Linked DNA regions of Mus musculus: regions 2 and 3 are each linked to region 1. Evidence: chromatin contacts called from public HiChIP or PLAC-seq data. All regions are on one chromosome and are shown on one strand. The core of a region is the stretch at or near the end of the contact, and the rest is flanking DNA. Distances in the headings are between cores, read along the strand shown.

Region 1 (2,526 bases), core at 18-2,517:
ATGAGCTTAAAAAAAAAAGACTTCTTGTTTAAAACTTTTCCTGTTTTCCTTGTAGCCTGGTGACAAAATGGAAAAGAAGAGAAATGGAAAAGAAGAGAGCATTGGCTACAGATGTCCCACTTGTAGAGCATGAGGGACATGGCAGTGTCGGCTGGATGCTGTGGGATGGCATAGGAGCCCTGCACTATCACTGGCATTTCTATTAAGTATTATAGATCTTCATACTGAAACAATCCAGAGCTACTGAAACCAGAGCAAGGCCAGGGTACAGTGCTTCACTGTGTGATTTTTTTTTTTTTTTTTTTTAAGGAAGCACAAGTTCTGAAATTTCTCTTGAGGCATCGATTGCTTTAGTTGATCTTCATACCTGCAAAAGGAAAAGAGAAAGTGTTCCTTGTTATTTGGTGGTATGTTAAGTTTAGCTTTTCCCCTTAATTACACTATGTGTTTATGATATAGAGTTAAAACAACACAGAAGCATGTAGAGAAAAATGTGGCTCGGTTCTTTCCATCACTCCCTTCTAACCTCAGTTCCCTGGGGAAATAGGGCCAATGCCTTGGCAGAAAAGCTTCAAATTCCTTTCCTATTTACAGACATCTATTTCTGTACATATACAAGTGAAGACAGATATCGGAATGTTTGGGCGTGCACACCGAGTTATAAAAGCCTAACTTTCATTGAAACAAGGCTTAGAAACACAGCACAAAGAGAGGTAAACTGAAACAAAAGGGTGGATCTCCCATTAGAAACTGGGAGCAAAGCCAAATAATGCCAAGGTGAGAGTAGTCGAGAGGTCAAAATAGCACATTATTTATCACATTCAATGCAAACATGACTCAATAAATGCCCTTTGCATATGTTGCTCCTAATGTGACCATTTCATTTAGAATAATTACATGATCATGCCGCCTCACAAGAATTTGGTCAGTAGTACCCAGGTTTAGATATTTGTGTCACACAATACATAAAAACTGAACAAATATACTGCCTTATCCATTGCTGACCCTAATATGCATATTTCATTTGATATTCTTTATACAATGTTGAATCTCTGTTACACTTTAGTTCTGAATCTTTTCCTTATATGTCCTTTCCTGTATTGCCCCTCTTACACCTAATACCTATTTGTTCTTCAAATGACCAAACATTTGTTACCATCCTTGCAAAAACTTTGATTGTTTTTGCTATTAACTTCAGGTCCTTAGAGGTTGAACTGATGAAAATGTGAAGGGACTCACGCAAACAAAGCTTTTGTTAGGAATCCTCCAAGATCAGACTGGAAGTTCTCCCAACAAAGGGATAGTGGGAGCCACACCTACCATACAAGAAAGAGTCCATCATGAAAATGTAAGAGGGATTTCATATTCAAATCACGCATATTGGACTACCATTAGGTAGTCATCAGTGTTCATGCTTTAAGATTTCAAGTAAGAAATCAAAATGTTCTCCTTGTAACCTGCAAGTTCTAAGGAAAAAGGAAATCAGCATAGTAACAAGATTTGCTACCTTGGGGCCTCCCAGTGGACTCTGGAGGCAATTAAACTCCCTGAAATGGTAAACACAATCAAGCAAATGTTCCTAGGTCATGCACTTGTTTAGGAACAAGGACATGACCTTCAGTTTGGTGCTCCAAAGGATCAAGAACTAGATCACAGAACAGAAAGACAAATGTTTAGAAAAGAGCAGGGATACATTTGCAGCCTAGTGGGTGTGGCTCTTGCCATAGACAGAAGAGTTTGAACAAGCCTGAGTTTCTACTCTATCTTCAGCAGCTTCTCAGTTAATGCTTGACATTAACACACTGCTTTTTGATATTTTTCAGTGAAAGTACATCCCTTTATTGTGGCATGGGTTTGCAGCACAGAGGGGCATAATGAAAAAGGAACAAGAAAAGAACCTCGGCCAGAGGGTTTCCATACAAATGAGGCTTTTACATCAACACATTCTCAAATCTCAGTGCACTACCCCACACTCAGTTAAACACACAAAACGGCACTGCAAACTCCTCTTATCCCTCTTTCTGTTGGTATGTGCTTCTGTAGAGCTGATATGAGTGAACCTTATAATAAAACATGCTAGACATAGGCCTTCAGCTCAGAAGATATTATCAAGAACGATTCCTGACTACAATACCCAACCCTGAAAGAAGCCCAGTGTATGGAGCTCATTATTTCTGAAACTTGACAAGCCCTAAAAAATAAATCAAGTGCTAACTTGAATTACAAGTGATTTTTCACCAAATATGGGTTTGAGTAACAGACTATGCTCTCGACAATTACAACCCCATATTGAGATGAAGTTGAACCTCACACTGTTTAGGCAGGTGTCAATTCAAATGATGGAAGCAATTACTATGTTGTAAGCTTAGAAGCAAATTCAGAATTTCCTGGGAATCACAACTGGTCTTTAGTCCCAAGCTTGTCACTTAAAGGTAGGTGACCCTGGGAAAATCAGCTGATGTGATTTTCCTCATTTGCAAAGTAAGTGGATTGGATGCTTTCTCCACTCATTCCCTTCCAGACACA
Region 2 (2,526 bases), core at 10-2,509, 380 kb before region 1:
ATTTGTAATCTCTTAAAGGTAGATAATGCCAATTACTCACCCAAATCCTGGGTCTGTCCACTAAGGTCCAGCACTTCTGGGCTGTCCCTTCCCCTCATCACTATGGATTCAGACTCCTGTCTTGCTATGTCTTTACGTAATGACTGACCCCTTCCCAGGAAGGGAATACATTGCCCCTTTCTTTTACTCTGTCCTTGGGGTCTAGAATGGAGAGAAAAGTACCTAAAAGCCTCAGGTGGATTGAGAGACTCTGGGATGGAAATTTGATATGATTGATAACACTATATGTTGGGTACATATGCCAACATCTCTCACTTCAAGACTTCAGAGAAGTGACCTGCAGGTGGACTGTTCCATCTCAGAGTTTCCCTTTTTTCATCCTATAAAACACCAAGACTCTCCAGACCATGTGTGTACAGTCTCACTTCTATAGAGAAACTGAGGCCCTTCGGTTTTTATTAAAGAACAATTCTACTTCTTAGAGAAAAACAATCAAGGTGGGTGGGCCTCTGGCTTTCACGAACAAGGGCAAGCACACACACACACTTCTCGATTCAGTTTATCTCACCATGACAACCAAGCCTCTTGTTTGCATTTTGCATTACAGTGGCTGACATGATCTGACCCCTCATGCTTTTATACTTTGCTCACTCGCTAAACTATACCCACACTGACTTTTCCTATTTTTGGAAATACCAAACTTGTCCCCAGCCTTAGGACCAACAGTAGTGTCCTCTGCCTAGACTTGCTCCCTCTCTCTTGTGATTGGAGGATTCTAGTTTCTGTCCCAGCTCAGACTTTAACCCTTGGCCAGGCCTTCCCTGACTTTCTTGTATGAAACCAGTTCTTATTCTATATGCTTTCCATCCCACAATCGTTTCTTGTTTAATTCTGTACCAAATGCCACTATCTCAGATTTTCTCATTGATGTAAGGGTTTGTTATCTGTGCCTAGTAAAGAGTTGTAGAATGGATGAGCTATTCTACAGTGGTATATGTATATGATATGATGCCTTACACAGAGCACTGGAGTGTAAAACATGCAAGAAGAGCCACTGAAAGCCGCAAGAGCAGAGAACAGGGCACTGAGCCTTCTTGGCTGGCTTCTTTCTAGCCCTAAGCTACATAGCCTCGGGCTCACACAGCTAGATCAGAGTCCAGAGAGAACAGCATTGAGGAAGGGCTTGATACATTGTTAACTATTGTCTACCACTGCCTGTGTGCTCGGCTGGCAAGTTAGCCTGTGAATGGAGACACTTCTTACTGAAGGAGCCTTAAGTGGATGGCCAGGGGCAAAAGCATCCTGTTAGTGAGTGAATGAATCTTAACAAAAGAGCTGGCTTCCTTTAAGTCCTGTGGAGGAGCTGACCCAGAATCTCATTTGATACTTCATTGTATCCCAGGCCTGGTTCCAGGAGGAGGTCATTACTTCAGCCAATAATCCAACATAAAGGCTTCCTATTCTTCAGTTACATAAAGTAATACAAGGCACATCCCAGCATCAGACATTAGGATTAACACTGACAAGGCTTAGTTAAAACGCTCTACCAGACAGCGGCTCTAAAGTGACTAACCCAGCTAATGTGGCGCACAATGATTCTTACTTCACAGGGAGAAGGACCTTATGCTTAAATACTATTAACACGTTTACTGTGATGGCCTTGCTGTAACAATCATAGTATCTAAGTATGAATATGATTTCTTAATAATATGAATTCTTTACCATTAATTTTTATGCTTTTAATTTTGATAATGTGACTCACTACTATGGAGAGTCATCTCTTTCCTTGACTTAAGTTATTTTTTTCCTTCCTGTTTTTAAAGTAAAATTGAAATTGTGCTATTAAGATGAGGGCACAACGTGCAAATGGGGAACTAGCTATGGGAGTTAGAGTGGACAAGTCAGAAGTAGATGGTTTTCAATTTAAGCTGAATGTTGACCATTAATTAACAGTGATAGGCTCAGTAGTAACACTAATTACCAGCCTGCAGCTCTTGCCCCTGGGGAATGGCAGGCAGCCTTGATGTTGTAGAAATTGCACTGGAGATTACAGGAGGGCAGGGCCCTTGGGCCTCCCTTCCAAAGGATTAGCATGTGTACTGTGGATTTCAGGATTCCTTTCCTGCTTTATACAATTTCCTGTGGGCAGGAGCATTCTCTCAGGCCCCTTCCCTACTCAGAAGTAGTGCTTTCAAAGGATCATGGTTGGAGGAGTATGTGCTAAGTTCATAGCACAAACTTTTTCCAGAAGTCACAGGATACAGTAGGCTAGGTACATTGTAGAACAGTTAGTCTGTTTGTCTCGGCCTTCAAACAGTAAAAGCATATGCCTACCTTATGCTGTAGGTTTTGTATTTGTGTATATGTTAGAAAAGTCTTCTGCAGTAGGTAGACTTCATCTGTTATTTAAGATGACTCATGCTCTAACCTCTCACATTTTCCTGGTTAACATGACAGAGAGAAAAGAGTATGCTGTATAATATCAATTCTTAAATGCTTCCCTCAAGAAGTAGTTCACGTCTTATA
Region 3 (2,526 bases), core at 11-2,510, 350 kb before region 1:
CTCAGACCTGGCTGTGCTGTGACACACACACACACACACACACACACACACACACACACACCTACCCTATACATACCCTAGCTTCGATTCTGCATTTCTTTTGATAGGCAGCTTCCGCTGAGCCACTGTGTAACACTTATGGCAGTGGCAGAAGCTATTTCTCCCTACTAGTAAAGGAAGGAAGTGGCTGCATGTGTTAACAGCCTGTACTCAATTACTCAAAAATTTGAATTCAGCAGACAGTCCAAAGCAGCAGGTCCTTGAGCCCATTCATTCCATAATAATCTGAATTCAAATGACATTCCTAAAAAGGGAGTGAGCCACATCCACACACAGGAAAACCCGAGGGCCAAGTCATCTGGCACTGGCACAGGTCAGCTGGAAGAAAGAAAAAATGTTGAGTGGGTTCATTGGGTGCTATGGCATCCAACATCCTTGCCAGCCAGTTGCTATCTACTTACTAGATCTGTAACTGGATCAGATGAAATAGTACAAATGTGTCAGGGCAGCACCAAGCTTTGAAAAGTCTCCGTGTGGTTCATTTCCTTCCTTGAGCAGCAGGTACAATACATGTGAAGTCCCAGTCTAACAGTATGGGGCAGTGCAGAGGAGTCAGCCTATGAAACCTGGAGAATCCTGCAGAATAGCTTCTCATTGCCTAATGTCCTACAAGAACCCTTCTTTTCCCTGCTAAGAATGAGCAGGTCCTTCTAATATTGAAAGTCTTAACCTGAAAATCTTACCTCCTTCATAAACTTAGGGGAAGACTGTCTTGAGTATGGCAGCAAGATATTTGACTTGAGTGATAGGGAGCCAGACATAGTAGCAAAGAGTTAGGTGCTAATGAAGACAATGGTTGCTTGGGTGTTTGGTACGCATCTTCCCCAAGGGGACTTTTGTGTTCCTACCATACTCTCAAGCTGTCAAGGTACCTTTTTCCTCACTGCTGTTTCTTAAGTGAATGTACCACAGGACTAAATTTAATCATCCAATATCTGATCCATTAAAGCCCAGGAGTTTCTTCATAGAATTACAAGGAACTAATCAGTGTAATGAGCCAGCGGTCTTCAGATATGTAAGCGCATGTTTCTAATGCAGCTAGGAGGAGATAGTTTTCTTTCTCACAGAAAGCAATGATACTTGGGATGGGGGTTAAATCTCACCCCAGCAAAGGAGGAATTTTGAGCTCATCTAGGAGAAAGACACATCAAAGGTGATTTATTCAAGCCTCAAGGTCCCCTATCTGTTGACTTTTGGTAGGTTGGAATGCAATCCTTTGTGTATGGAAACTCCCAGCTCCGCCCATAGGAATTGACTTGCTAATGTTAGTCCTGGGTAATAGCCGAAAAAATGCTTAAAAACATTCTAGCTTCAGCACAACACTTCTTCCCCCCTTTGTCACTGCAATTACAGAAGGAATGATCCACACAAATATTCATTAATAGCCAAATGAAGAGTAGGAAGGAGAGCTTTGTGTGTGCACACAATTACCTCAGCACAGATAGAGGGAAAGGCTACAAACCTCCACTGATGAGCAAAGGAACACTATTCTCACTTTTTGTCTGCACCTAAAAAAGAGTTTATGTTTTGTCTGACATCCAAAGAATTACCCAGAACCTAAAAGCTTAGTCCATTAAAAGAGAAGAGTAGAAAATCTATGGTAATGACTATTTTGGCCCATGCTGATGAGAGCCAGAGGATTTTGATCCACATAATCAATGTGTTGAGAGGAGATTGTAACTCTTAGGGAAATACTGACTTTACAGAGTCAGATGGTAAGGGGACTCACAGGGCAATCTGTGCATGGGTGGTAGGGGACTCACAGGGCAGTCTGTGTGCATGGGTGGTAGGGGACTCACAGGGCAGTCTGTGTGCATGTGGTATCTAGTATGCATGTAAAGGTGAGTTGATCAGCTTCAGCTTGAGAAAAGGGCACAAAGTATGAGTAGTTTTAAAACACTTGGGAATCTGTTGAGAAAATCCACTCTGTGATTTCCCATGATTCACTTGATCAAAATTTGCACAGGCAGATAGAAATTTAGACATGTATGTCTCCAGATTTGTACATTGTACAACTATATTTTATTCACCTGATGTAATTGTCCTCTCCAAGGCTTATTGCCTCCATCTGCTAACATAGGCCTGGAAGCTTCTACCCTCCGTACAATCTAATCTAGGCCTAGAATATTTTCAGCCTCTGAGACTAGCTACTGAATAAGATCACCCCTTCCTAGTTCTTTCTGAGCTCTGGCTTGCTGGCTGATGCAACATAGTTGTTTTGGCTCAAACTCTTCTCCATGCTGACTGATTTGATCTGACTTCTTTTGGCTTCTCCTGAATTGCTCAGCTTAGCCTCATACTAACTTTGGCAATATGTTCTAATCTTCTGGCTCCTTATTCTGTGTCTAGTTTGTTCTCTCTTCAATCTGTGTCTATACAATTATCCCAGTAACCCCCCCTCCTCTGTGCTGCTCTCTTTTAAGTTACATCTCTATGAGCTCTGTTCTTGTGAAAGTTGAGCATATC

The links. HiChIP or PLAC-seq counts read pairs in DNA pulled down with a chosen protein or histone mark.
Region 2: an H3K27ac HiChIP or PLAC-seq map of embryonic stem cells shows a contact between it and region 1, with 9 read pairs. The contact joins two enhancer-like sites. A contact is called at or near these places in 1 of 484 Hi-C or Micro-C datasets (embryonic stem cells) and 4 of 115 datasets of contacts at active chromatin or transcription factors (the NIH/3T3 cell line and embryonic stem cells).
Region 3: a contact with region 1 is called in an H3K27ac HiChIP or PLAC-seq map of embryonic stem cells, with 6 read pairs. The contact joins two enhancer-like sites.

What each region holds. Positions count from the first base shown.
Region 1 is chr14:9,318,067-9,320,592 of GRCm38.p6, reverse strand. No RefSeq gene overlaps it. Among named protein-coding and RNA genes, the nearest start is that of Gm41097, 130 kb to the left of the region's middle. Within about 2 kb of position 1,267, at least 34 of the 459 cell types and tissues checked have an H3K27ac peak or open chromatin away from gene starts, as enhancers often do. A contact at or near this core is called in embryonic stem cells, where this site is marked.
Region 2 is chr14:9,694,259-9,696,784 of GRCm38.p6, reverse strand. The region is part of intron 5 of Fhit (fragile histidine triad gene); the gene reads left to right. Among named protein-coding and RNA genes, the nearest start is that of Gm41096, 170 kb to the right of the region's middle. Within about 2 kb of position 1,259, at least 17 of the 459 cell types and tissues checked have an H3K27ac peak or open chromatin away from gene starts, as enhancers often do. A contact at or near this core is called in embryonic stem cells, where this site is marked.
Region 3 is chr14:9,670,720-9,673,245 of GRCm38.p6, reverse strand. All of the region lies in intron 5 of Fhit (fragile histidine triad gene), which reads left to right. Among named protein-coding and RNA genes, the nearest start is that of Gm41096, 140 kb to the right of the region's middle. Within about 2 kb of position 1,260, at least 14 of the 459 cell types and tissues checked have an H3K27ac peak or open chromatin away from gene starts, as enhancers often do. A contact at or near this core is called in embryonic stem cells, where this site is marked.